Regions from separate parts of the Mus musculus genome. Here region 1 is linked to region 2. Evidence: chromatin contacts called from public HiChIP or PLAC-seq data. All regions are on one chromosome and are shown on one strand. Each heading gives the region's core, a stretch centred on a gene start, on an enhancer-like site or on the middle of the called end of the contact. The rest is flanking DNA. Distances are from core to core; before and after follow the strand shown.

Region 1 (6,459 bases), core at 513-3,012, 57 kb before region 2:
CTATATCCATGGTGCTGGGATTAGTTGCACCATCCCCCATACCTGACTTCATCCTGGGTCTCAATGGTTGCTTGCTTGCAAGTCAGGTAATCGTCTGTGGAAAAAAAGAGAGTTAGGTTCCTGCCTAGCTGCTTTCAGCTCTAGTAGTCAATGTTTTCCTCACTTTATAATACCTCAAGGTTCCAGACCACACACATGAATGGTCATGGAATATCTGAGAGACGTGGCATTATGGACTGAATGGGGACCCCTTCTAAAGTGTAGTAACAACCTTACCTTGGTAGAGTTTTAAAATGTAATCAAGTTAAGTGAGGGCATACTGAGTTATGGCAAACCTTAACACAATGATGAGAATCCATGGAAGGAGAGCAAACTTTGGTAGAGACACAAATACAAAGACACCATATGACAATGGAGACAGATTGGAGCGATACACCTATGCATAAGCTAGAGCCCTAGGGTTTGCCTGCACTTGAAAGAATCGAAAGGAGACATGCCAAACAGAAATCTCACTCAGAATCTACAGGAACAATTGACATTGTTCACACCTTGACTTCCATGTCTATCTTCCAGGATCTTCCAAATCTTTTAAGTTGCTTTAAGCCACTCAGTGTGTGGACATTTGTTATAACATGCAGGACACTAATATACCTATCAATCTTCAACTGTGAGCGATGAGTGTGCCGGGCCTATTTAGAAGTGAATTGTGCAAGCACTGTCATGCACTCTGTAATAGGACATTTTGGTCTCCCCAGCATGCACGTACTTGGGGCTCTGGATCATGAGCCTCCCCCACCTTGGAAGCTTCTGGTCTTCGGATTTACTGGCCACTTGCTTTCTAGTTTACCTTGGACTCTCTTGACTGGCTCCTTTATTGGTGGTTATTTCCAACCTAGACAGAAACTAAGAAAAGCATTTAGAAAACAATTCTTGGCTCCATTTAGCTGATATAATTTTAATTTGCGATTTTCTTGTCAGGATGAGTACCAAGAAGTTGTTAAAAAATCATTATCCAGCAATCTCCTGACAGTGTCATTTTATACTGATGGGGTAATTTCTCCCTTCAGAAAGAGCTATTTCTTGAGTAATTATTTTGGGTACTAAGTGACAGGCTCAGACTATTTTGGGACTCTGTGGCCTTGTCTCCTGACTTGCGTTTACCTTGAGGATAACGTGTGTGGCGGGTATCACCTGTGAGTCATTCTTCTCCCAGCAACTCTCGGTGATGTTCCTGTCTTCAGCAGACAGGAGAATGTGACAGGGATGGCTCAGGAGACCGGCTGCTGTGTGGTTCTTATGTAAGGCCAGCAGAGAGGATTGCTTTCGATTGCTTCTTATTAAGAATCCTTTGACTCTGGCTAGGTGTGAGACTGACACACACACACACACACACACACACACACACACACACAGAGCCAGGGAGAATGAAAGAGGGCACGGAGGAGAAGGAGGAGGGGGAGGAGAATGCTTCGGAAACTTACTAGATGTGAAGAGGTATACAATAGCTAAGTATGGCAGCTTTATTTAGAGCTTCCAACTTAAAGCTGCCCCATCAAACCAACACAGGTATAAAGGAAGCAGGCTTCATTGCGGGCTCCTACAATACAGCTTTCATGATTAATTGTTAATTTCTATGAAAAGGAATAAAGAGAGCTATTAGAACACTTTCAAAATTGCCCAAACACCACATTTTCTGGATGATGACAAATGAATTAAAATAATGTTTAAGTATACCAACTTCCATCTTGTTCCCACCCTCCCCATCGTGAACTCCCCTAAGAGTCTACTCGCTATCACCTCACCATTGTGTAGCCTGGATGCTTCTGTAAATCTTATGGGTGGTATCTGAGAGAAGAAGGCTCCCTAGATCCCTTCTATGATTTTGGGGGGTGGGAGGATCTGGGGTAGAAACTGTGAGGGAGATGCTTAGTGTCAAGGGCTGAGCTGGGATAGGGACTCCTCAGCAGCCAACGGCCTTTCTCTTGCTCTTGCTGGGGTGGGTGGTCCAGGGCTTCTTACTCCTTGAGGCTATGTAGGCCATGAGGTCTACCACCCTGCTGCTGTAGCCATATTCATTGTCATAACAGGAAATGGGCTTTACAAAGTTGTCAGTGAGAACAATGCCAGTCCCAGCATCAAAGGTGGAAGAGTGGGAGTTACTGTTGAAGTCGCAGGAGACAACCTGGTTCTTAGTGTAGCCCTGTCTTAGTCAGGGTTTCTATTCCTGCACAAACATCATGACCAAGAAGCAAGTTGGGGAGGAAAGGTTTCCACATTGCTGTTCATCACCAAGGAAGTCAGGATTGGAACTCAAGCAGGTCAGGAAGCAGGAGCTGATGCAGAGGCCATGGAGGGATGTTCTTTACTGACTTGCTTCCCCTGGCTTGCTCAGCCTGCTTTCTTATAGAACCAAGACTACCAGCCCAGGGATGGTCCCATTCACAAGGGGCCTTTCCCCCTTGATCACTAATTGAGAAAATGCCTTTACAGTTGGATCTCATGGAGGCCTTTCCTCAACTGAAGCTCCTTTCTCTGTGATAACTCCAGCTGTGTCAAGTTGACACAAAACTAGCCAGTACAATCCCAGAGTGCCCTTTAGTAGGCCCCAGGATGCCTGCTTCACCACTTTCTTGATGTCATCATACTTGGCAGGTTTCTCTAGGCGGCATGATAGATCTACAACGGATACATTGGGGGTAGGAACATGGAAGGCCATGACAGTGAGCTTCCTGTTCAGCTCTGGGATGACCTTGCCCACAGTCTTGACATCACCAGTGGATGCAGGGATGATGTTCTGGGCAGTCCCTTGGCCATCACGCCACAGCTTTCCAGAGGGACAATCCACAGTCTTCTGGGTGGCAGTGATGGCATCGACTGTGGTAAGGAATCCTTCCACAATGCCAAAGTTGTCATGGATGACCTTGGCAAGGGGGTGGGTGGGGCTAAGCAGTTGGTGGTGCAGGAAGCATTGCAGACAATTTTGTGTTGCAGACATACTTCTTGTGGTTCACACCCATCACAAACATGGGAACATCAGCAGAAGGGACAGATATAATAACTCTTTTGGCACCACTCTTCAAGTGGTCCCCAGCCTTCTCCATGGTGGTAAAGATGCCAGTACACTACACAACATACTCAGCAACAGCGTCACCCCATTTGATGTTAGTGAGATCCCACTCCTGGAAGAAAGTGATGGCCTTCCTGTTGATGGCAAGCTTCCCATTCTCAGCCTTGACTATGCCGTTGAACTTGTCATGGGTAGAGAGTCATACTGGAACATGTAGACCATGTCAATGATGGCAACGATCTCTACTTTGCCAGATGAGCAGGCAGCCCTGGTAACCAGGTGCCGAATCCATTCACTTAGACCTTCACCATTGTGTCTAAGGGGCGTGGCTGGCACTGCACAAGAGGATGAGTCTGTCTCTGCAACAGGGAGGAGCAGAGGCCATGACCTGGATTCTTATTCCAAAATTTTTACTGTGTTTGTTTTAGGCCCACATCGTCTGGTGCTAACAATTTTTAATGTTTAAGAGCTGGAGATGCTGTTTTCGTAGCATGGACTCTTGAACAGCCACAGTTCCCCTCATAACCAAGGGTAGAATGTGCAGTGCTTGCTGTGACCAACACGGGTGCCAATGATACTTTCATGAGATGACTCTCAACTCCACTTTACACAAAGAAGTTGACATAGATATGTTCAGTTCATTGTTCTAGAACACGTGAAAGAACAACGAAACAGGAAGAAGATTCCAGGGCACAGGCCGCAGGGTTCATATCACATGTTGACGCTGGGAAAAAAAACAAACAAACTACATTTACAAAAAAATTCTGGCTGGAGAGATGGCTCTACCATTAAAGGCTAGGCTCACAACCAAAAATACAAAGAAAATGTAGATAAAATCTTAGGCTGTGTCATTCCAATAACTGATTGGGTTTTTATTATTATTATTTTATTTTGATTTATTTTACCGAACTGGGGCTCCAAACCAGAGTCTTATCCATGTTAGCCATGCATGCCACTGCTAAACTCAATCACGAGCCAAGTGGGTTTTATGTATTTTAGCTGGGCCACAATTTAATGACTTTACCGTTATTTACAACATTTTTTTAGAACTCTTTACTGTTGTTTTGTTTGGGGTCCTGATTTCACTGTGAAGCCCAGGCTGACCTCAAACGAGTCTTCTTTCTACTCTTGATTCTAGAGTGCTGTGATCACTATGCACTGCCATGCCAGGGTCTTTAGTGGTTTTTAAATTGTAGAGGAAAAAACAAAACCCTCAAGCCAAAGCGCTCAAAACACCTTTTTCCCTCTGATAATAGCATTTTCTAAAAGTGATTTTCCCTGCTGTCAGAGTGTGATAAAAGACTTGACTTTAATGTTTGACCCAAGTGTTACCTGGAACATGCAGAACAAAAATATGTGTTTCATTAAACTAACAGGAAAGGCAAGGTAATCCTTTAAATCAGCAGTTTGTCTCTATAAAGGACAGATGTGCCAGGACCACAAAATCAACACTGTAATTTTTGTCTTCTTCTCTGCTCATTCCGAGGTGGAAACTGTTGGTTTCAGTCTGTCTGGGGAGTTCATCTGCTAGAACAAGGATTTTTATCAACTGCAGGGAAAGGACCTTAAAGATAACATTTATTGACTTGTTGACTGCATTCATAGAAAACAATAGATGGGATTGTAAATGTCTTGCAGATTCAATAAATGAGGCATTCATTTTAATGAAAATGATATTATCAGCATAACTCTTTCCATTCACAAAATAGTTTCATTTGATTCATGCACTAATCCTATAAGATAGCCAAGCTGTTGATATGTACACACACACACACACACACACACACACACACACACACACACACACACACGACCCACTCCACGCCTACTCCTGTATGTTTAATTTTCTCTTGTATAGAAAAGACAAATAAAGAGCTGAAGAGATGGCTCAGTGGTTAAGAGCACTGTCTGTTCTTCCAAAATTCCCAGCAATCACATGGTGGCTCACAACCATCTATAATGGGATCTGATGCCTACTTCTGATGTGTCAGCTATAGGATGCTCATATACATTAAATAAATAAATCTTAAAAATAAAGAAAATAGTGAGTACATAACATGTGAGTTCTTCTGTGATTGGGTTACCTCACTCAGGATGATGCCCTCCAGGTCCATCCGTTTGCCTAGGAATTTCATAAATTCATTCTTTTTAATAGCTGAGTAGTACTCCATTATGAAAATGTACCACATTTTCTGTATCCATTCCTCTGTTGAGGGACATCTGGGTTCTTTCCAGCTTCTGGCTATTATAAATAAGGCTGCTATGAACATAGTGGAGCATGTGTCTTTCTTACCAGTTGGAACATCTTCTGGATATATGCCCAGGAGAGGTATTGCATGATCCTCTGGTAGTACTATGTCCAATTTTCTGAGGAACCGCCAGACTGATTTCCAGAGTGGTTGTACAAGCTTGCAATCCCACCAACAATGCAGGAGTGTTCCTCTTTCTCCACATCCTCGCCAGCATCTGATGTCACCTGAATTTTTGATCTTAGCCATTCTGACTGGTGTGAGATGGAATCTCAGGGTTGTTTTGAGTTGCATTTCCCTGATGATTTAGGATGCTGAACATTTTTTCAGGTGCTTCTCAGCCATTCGGTATTCCTCAGGTGAGAATTCTTTGTTAAGCTCTGCACCCCATTTTTTAATGGTGTTATTTGATTTTTTGGAGTCCACCCTCTTGAGTTCTTTATATATATTGGATATTAGTCCCCTATCTGATTTAGGATAGGTAGAAATCCTTTCCCAATTTGTTGGTGGCCTTTTTGTCTTATTGACGGTGTCTTTTGCCTTACAGAAGCTTTGGAATTTTATGAGGTCCCATCTGTCGATATTAGCCCAGATACTTAGAATACCTAAGATATCAGATACAATTTGTGAAACTCATGAAGCTCAAGAAGAACGAAGACCAAAGTGTGGACACTTTGCCCCTTCTTAGAATTGGGAACAAAAAACCCATGGAAGGAGTTACAAAGTTTGGAGCTGAAACTAAAGGACAGACTATCTAGAGACTGCCATACCCGGGGATCCATCCCATAATCAGCCTCCAAATGCTGACACCATTGCATACACTAGCAAGATTTTGCTGAAAGGACCCTGATATAGCTGTCTCTTGTGAGACTATGCCGGGGCCTAGCAAACACAGAAGTGGATGCTCACAGTCAGCTATTTGATGGATCACTGGGCCCCCAATGGAGGAGCTAGAGAAAGTACCCAAGGAGCTGGGGGGGATCTGCAACCCTATAGCTGGAACAACAATATGAACTAACCAGTACCCCAGAGCTCGTGTCACTAGCTGCATATGTATCAGAAGATGGCCTAGTCGGCCATCAGTGGAAAGAGAGGCCCATTGGTCGTGCAAACTTTATATGCCTTAGTATAGGGGAACGCCAG
Region 2 (6,354 bases), core at 3,839-6,338:
AAATTTCTCTTTTATATTTTTCAAATCTAGAATTTCTTTTAGTTTTTTTTTTTTTTGTTGTTGTTATAGATTTCCTTTCTGCCTGATTTTCTTGAACTTTATGATGAAAATGTTTTTCTTTGTAATCTTGTACAGAGGCAAATAGCTGCTTTTAGGAGCTGGATCAGCAGTGTATTGATCATCTTCAGGTTTGATATGGTTCATGGTCTCCTATTTCATTGTACAATCACTATTCTGGATTGTGTCTTGGATGTACAGAAAATACTTCATATATGTTTTGGGTCCCATTTCCATTTTTAGAAGAGTGTTATTTACCAACTGAATTTGAGAACAATGAAGCTGGGTCTAAAACTTTTACTAAAATTGTTAATTTTGCTCTATGCTTTTCTTTCCCACAGTGCACAGGGAACAGTAGAGGGAGAGTATGATGTCATTTTGCCTATGACATCATTTTGCTTATGACATCATTTTGCTTCTAAGTTAGTCGGTTTTGATTGCTGAGAATCTGCCCTGTACATGGGCTGCTCACGAGTCAGCCAAAGATTTGGGCAGCACACATCTGCGGATACCGTGGCTCTGCCTTTGTGGCTGTCACATCCCGTGGATGTTTGTGGCTGTCACATCCCGTGGATGCCTCTTTACTCTCCAGCAATGTGGATCCAACAAGCCCAGGCTTCTGATCTCTTCAGTCTTAGGTCTGAACGCCCTCACCGGGTTCCATCTGTACAGTATTGCACAAAGTGGTAGACTGCCTTCAAGTTCAAGGCTGACAAATGAGAAGTACTCCTTGTTAATGTCCTCTAAATATCTGCACCCCTCAACTAATTGTCTCCTTTTCAGTTATTCCTTGGTGCCTTCAGAAAGCAGTTTTTATTTTGTTCAGAATTTAATACTGCTATCCAAAGCTGGTCCAGAAAAGTCACCTGGTTAAACTTAAAAATTTCAACTTTTATTCTCAGAAGTATACACATATCCAGCTCATTAATTTTCAAAACTAAATAACTTAAGTTGTTGTCTTAGTTACTTTTCTATTGCTGTGATTAGATGCTATGACCAAGGCATCTTACAGAAGGAAGGATTCATTTGGGGGCTTATGGTTCCAGAAGAATACAAGTCGGTGACCATCATGGCAGGGAAGCCAGGCAGCAGACAGCAGACAGGCAGTCAGGTAGACAGTCAGTCAGGCAGGTAGACAGGCAGTCAGGCAGGTAGATAGGCAGGCAGCAGTTAGCAGGCAGGCATGCAACAGGTAACAGGTAACAGGTAACAGGTAGCAGGTAGCAGGTAGCAGTTAGGCAGCAGGCAGCAGGCAGCAGGCAGCAGGCAGCAGGCAGCAGGCAGCAGGCAGCAGGCAGCAGGCAGCAGGCAGGCAGCAGGTAGCAGGCAGCAGGCAGCAGGCAGGCAGGCAGGCAGGCAGGCAGGCAGGCAGGCAGCAGGCAGGCAGGCAGCAGGCAGGCAGGCAGGCAGCAGGCAGCAGGCAGCAGGCAGCAGGCAGCAGGCAGGCAGGCAGCAGGCAGGCAGGCAGCAGGCAGCAGGCAGGCAGGCAGCAGGCAGGCAGGCAGCAGGCAGGCAGGCAGCAGGCAGCAGGCAGCAGGCAGGCAGGCAGGCAACAGGTAACAGGGAGCAGGTAGCAGACAGCCAGCAAGCTTGGGGCTGGAGCAACACGTGAGAATACACATCTCACTTCACAAACAGGAAGCAGAGAGAACTGATTGGAAATGTCATGTGGCTTCTGAAACCTCAAAGCCCACACACCCCCACACCCCCCACACCCCCACACCCTCACCCCCCCACCCCGTCCCACACTTCCTCTAGTAAGGTCACACCTCATAATCCTTCACAAATGCCACCACCAGCTGGGGACCAAGTGTTCAAATGCCCAAGGCTATAGGGAACATCTCTTTTATACCCCCCATGGCATGACTGTAGTATGGACAAGGACTGATACTTAGAGAAATTTAGTCACTTTCAGATCATATTGCTGGTGAATGCAGAGTCTTGAGAGAGAGACATCTTCAAACATTTCTTAAAGTGTGAGGTTAGTGATGGGAAGAAGGACCGGGACAGATCTAAAAACTAGGAAGTTTATGATTTGAATGTGCGGGGTCCTCACAGGCTCATGTATTGGAACACTTGGTCCCTAGCTGGTGTCGCTATTTGTGGAGACTCTGGAACTTTTGGGTAGAACCTTGCTGAGGGAAGTGGTGGGCTTTGAGGGTTTACAGTCTCATGGCAACCACTGTTGGTCCCTGTCCCCTGCTCCCACACTGGTCATACAGTGTAAATAGCCAGTCTTCCTGCCGCCATGCATTCCCCATAGTGATGGACTGTGACTCTTCACACTGTACCAAAACACTCCCTCCCTGAAATCTTTTCTTGTTATGTATTTTGTCACAAGAATGAGGGGGGAAACACCTACTGCAATTAGGAAATCAATATGTTCTTGAGAGGTGGAGAGATTGAATCTAAAAGAGTGGTGGAAAGAGTGTATGTGGGTATCCCACGGTGATCTAAGTGAGCGATGTAATAAAAACTGAAAAATTTAAAGGATTTTGTTATTGTTGAAAAGGGTGTGGGGTAGGAGTATTACAGACCTGTTAAGTTTGAGGTTCTACTACACATTTGAATAGAGTTGCCAAAATACAAAGCCTGGAACTTGGGAATGGGTGGGTTCACACTGGAAACACAGCCCTCACCATCATTAGCATATGGGTGTCCTTTAAAGCCATTGGGTTGCACAGAGATAACTAAGGCAGAAGTTCAGAGAGAGAGAACAGATGGTATTTTTTTTCCTGGACATTTAACTTTAAAAGTGGCAGAAGAGTTTGGCAAAAGAACCTAAGAAAGAGCAGCCAGTGATTCTGAAGGAAAAGCAGAAGGCGGAGTCATGAAAGCCAAGACAAGAGAACATGTTGAGGAGAAAGAGGTGGTTAGTGTGAAACTTCTCGGGGGGGCTTAGAAAGATGAGGACGGGATCTTTCTCAAGGGAGAATGAAAGTTGGAATCCAGACAGACGGGAGTACGTTGGGAAATCAGAGTTTCAGTGCAGAAGTAGAGGGAGCAGAGCCTGAATCTTTATTTAGTAAAGTTTGTTGTGAATTGAGAGTAGAAGAAATGAGGGAATTTTTAAAAATGTAAATAGGAATGATATGGTAGAGAGATGCTTATCAACCTTAATCATCAACCCAAAGCAGTCCCTTTGGCTTCCATGTGTGTGTAAGAACGAAATGGAATTTGCCCTCCTGCACCTGACTTATTTCATTAGTATAATGTCCTTCAGCTTAACCCTGTCTCTGATCACAGAGATGTAGGGAGTAGAAAGGTGGTCACTGGAACTTGGGAAGGGGTGGAAGCAGGGGAAGACAGAGGGAGGGTTGTTTGTGGTAGAAGGGTACAGGTGGATAGGACCAATGGCCTCTAATATTCAGCACCTCAGTAGGAGGAGGATGGCTGGTAATAACTGATTTCATATTACAGATAGCTAGTGCAGAAGGAATTTCAATATTCCTAACAGAAAGCAATGATAAATGTCTGAGAGCAGGGTCAATTACCCTGACCTGATCCCTACACACTATACACATCTATGCAGTGCCACACGGCAGCCCGTTAAGTATGCTCAATTACTGCGTGCCAACTGAGAATCAAAACATATTTGAAAATAGCTGATTTGGGTAATTTGTTGGATTGTTCTGAAATAGCAAATGATGTATTCAAAACTGCTCTTCAGAGAGCGAGCCGTGCTAAAACAGTTTTAGGAATAAGCCTTTTCTAAAGTGATGGTTCCGAGGAGTCACTGTATGTATCTCAGAGTCAGTTCCTGGCAGTCGTGGCCCACATTGCTTCCTTACATGAAGCTGGATGCTTAGTGAGTGCTTTTGCTAAGTGATTTCTTTCCTCTGGATCGTCAATGGATGGTTTCAGTCGGTCCTCTAGACTTCTCTTTCTTCAGTTTTGAAAATTGATGGCTAATGATGAAATGAATTGCTGTCAGAGTAGTTCAAACATGGTACTCAATGGAAACAAGTTGGTGTTGGGGACTGGAGAGCTGGATCAGCAGTTGTAAGGGCATACTGCTCTTACAGAGGACTTGAGTTCTGGTCACCCATCCCCCTTGGCTCACAACAGCCTTTATGTCCAGCTCTAGGAATCTGACACAATCTTCTAACCTCTGCACATATGCAGAACTTATCCTACGTGGTGTAGGATAATGATGGCTGATAACAATGAATTCTATGTTCAAACTAACTAGGACAGGGTACCTTTAAATTAAAAATAAAATAAATCTTTAAAAATGAAACGGCATATTAGGGCCATGGACACAGCCAATGGCAGACTTCATGTCTTACATGTGTAGGGTCCCAGGTTCAAGACCAGCATTGTTACAAGAAAGACCAAGGAAACAAGCAAATCTCAGCACAGACTATAGAATTTCACTTTTGCAAAAGCGATATACAGATACTCATAGACTTCATTCGACCATTTATGTTATACATTAGTAGACTGAAATTATTTTAAATAAAATAGCAAGGCTTGATAGGAAATAATAAAAAACAAAAAAACAGCCATGCCCAACCAGGTAAAAATATTTTCAATCCCAAAGAACAGCTCAGATCGTTTGCAGAGAGGATAGATATTCTCCAAGTGCCAGACTCGGCAGGAGAATTTGATTGATTTGCATCTTAGTTCAGACCTAAAAGGACCTTGTTGGTGCTGTTGTTTCTAATGCTCTGTTTCTAAGGCTCAGACTGCCTCCAGCTGTCTTCCTGTTCTTTTCTAAAAGTCCCTGGTTTTTTATGAGCCTGTCCTCCAGACTCTCCTTTTCCGCTTTGCTAACAATAACGGCTCAACTTCCGGACACATTTCCACCAGCGATTTCTTAGCCCCTGCTTCTGAATAGTTTTGCCAGTGAACCCGATTCTTTCCTTCTTCTGCTTCTGGTCTTCATCTACAGGGTCCAGAGTCTCAAGCTCTGTGTCAGCTTCAGGTTGCAGGTTCGCTGCCTGCCTTTGCAGGACAAATGCTCGTCTGGATTGACAACGTTGTCCCTGTTTGCCCACAGCGGCCACTGGCTGTGATGTGTCCTGGCACCCTCCTGCAGTGGCCTGCCACTTGGAACACTGGACCTTGGCATGCCTCTGTGCTCTGGCCCTTTTGGAGATTGTCCCTCAAGGGCTTCATAAGAAATTGGTAACTGTGTTTACTTGGTGGCTGGGAAGAAAGTCTTTAATATCTCAATTAAAAAAAAACTCATAATGTAAATATTTTTTGTTGTTGATGTTGTTTGCTTCCCCCACACACACCTTTTTTAAAATAACATGTGGAGAAAGGATCGTAGATCATTTATTTATTGTGTGTTTATAGTGTCTTAAACACCCCCACCCCCAGCCCTTTTTAGTGCCTTTAGGTCCTTTCTGAGTCTTAACTACCCAGCAGGTTTCTTATCGTCCTTGCCTTGGGGAGTTGTCCTTTTCTGTGCTCTGATAACACACAAGGTCTGCTGGAGTTCTCCGAATGCCGTCTGCTCTGCCTATCTAAGTTTTGTCTTTCCCATTAGACTGCCGGCTTTGTTCTTTTCCTCTTTGTGCAAAGTGGAGCCGCGCAGTCCTAAGGCCCAGAATCTTGGCTCCAGGGTTGCTCAGCTCTTTCCAGTCACTTGCCACCATGGTCGGTACCTTAGGTGCCACCCAATTTACGTTCCGGAACAGTGAAGCCGTCCATTATTTATTTAAACCCTATTTTTAGAAGAGCTGCAAGGTGCTATGAAAACGTTGGGTCTCACCCTGAAAGTTTGGGCAAAGTTCCTCCTAAGAAGCAATAAGTGAGTTTAGATTTGAAAAAGGAGTAGGCCTGAACCAGTTGCCTCTGGAGGAGAGCTCCAGGCAAGAGGAACATGTGGGTGGACTCCGAGCTGGCAAGAAGCACGGGGGTATAGTACCAGGACTATATTGGAAAGATGAAGTAAATGCAGCTGGAACACAGCTCTGGTGAGCACAGAGCTCCGAAGAGCCAGGCTTCCGTGGGCCATTCTCCTGTTGCCTTGAGCCTGTATCCCATGCACACTAGTCATTTAGAGGATATGTTTTAGGCACCAAAATAAGGTCGTTTTGGGGTCAGTGATGAATCACAAAGATCCACCCCGGAAAGAAGAAGCTGCCTTAAGACATTTATTTATTTATTTGACTGCGAGGATTTAGGAGCTGCTAGGTGAGTCCCCGGAGAGATGGAAAGCGGAAGACAGAGGTGCGGAGGTAAAAAAAAAGGAGAGTTATCAAAAGCTGCTGCCTCTTAACACCAGAATCCGGAGCTTTGTGTCCAATGCCTCCCTCTCCCTTCACATACCCTTAGTTTTAGGAT

What was found. HiChIP or PLAC-seq counts read pairs in DNA pulled down with a chosen protein or histone mark.
Region 1: an H3K27ac HiChIP or PLAC-seq map of extraembryonic endoderm stem cells shows a contact between it and region 2. The contact joins the promoter of C730036E19Rik here to the enhancer-like site in region 2. A contact is called at or near these places in 13 of 484 Hi-C or Micro-C datasets (the Ba/F3 cell line, the G1E-ER4 cell line, the HL-1 cell line and 9 more) and 8 of 115 datasets of contacts at active chromatin or transcription factors (bone marrow-derived macrophages, embryonic stem cells, extraembryonic endoderm stem cells and 5 more).

What each region holds. Positions count from the first base shown.
Region 1 is chr1:151,133,337-151,139,795 of GRCm38.p6, reverse strand. It overlaps C730036E19Rik (RIKEN cDNA C730036E19 gene), which reads right to left and starts at 1,762. Exons shown (of 7, transcript NR_038011.1): 1 at 1,162-1,762; 2 at 767-892; 3 at 43-94. The region is part of intron 1 of Gm36139 (a long non-coding RNA gene); the gene reads left to right. It also overlaps the pseudogene Gm8941.
Region 2 is chr1:151,079,350-151,085,703 of GRCm38.p6, reverse strand. All of the region lies in intron 1 of Gm36139 (a long non-coding RNA gene), which reads left to right. It overlaps Gm36077 (a long non-coding RNA gene), which reads left to right and starts at 1,784. Exons shown (of 2, transcript XR_387461.2): 1 at 1,784-2,929; 2 at 4,952-5,259. Within about 2 kb of position 5,088, at least 60 of the 459 cell types and tissues checked have an H3K27ac peak or open chromatin away from gene starts, as enhancers often do. A contact at or near this core is called in the G1E-ER4 cell line, bone marrow-derived macrophages, erythroblasts and 3 more, where this site is marked.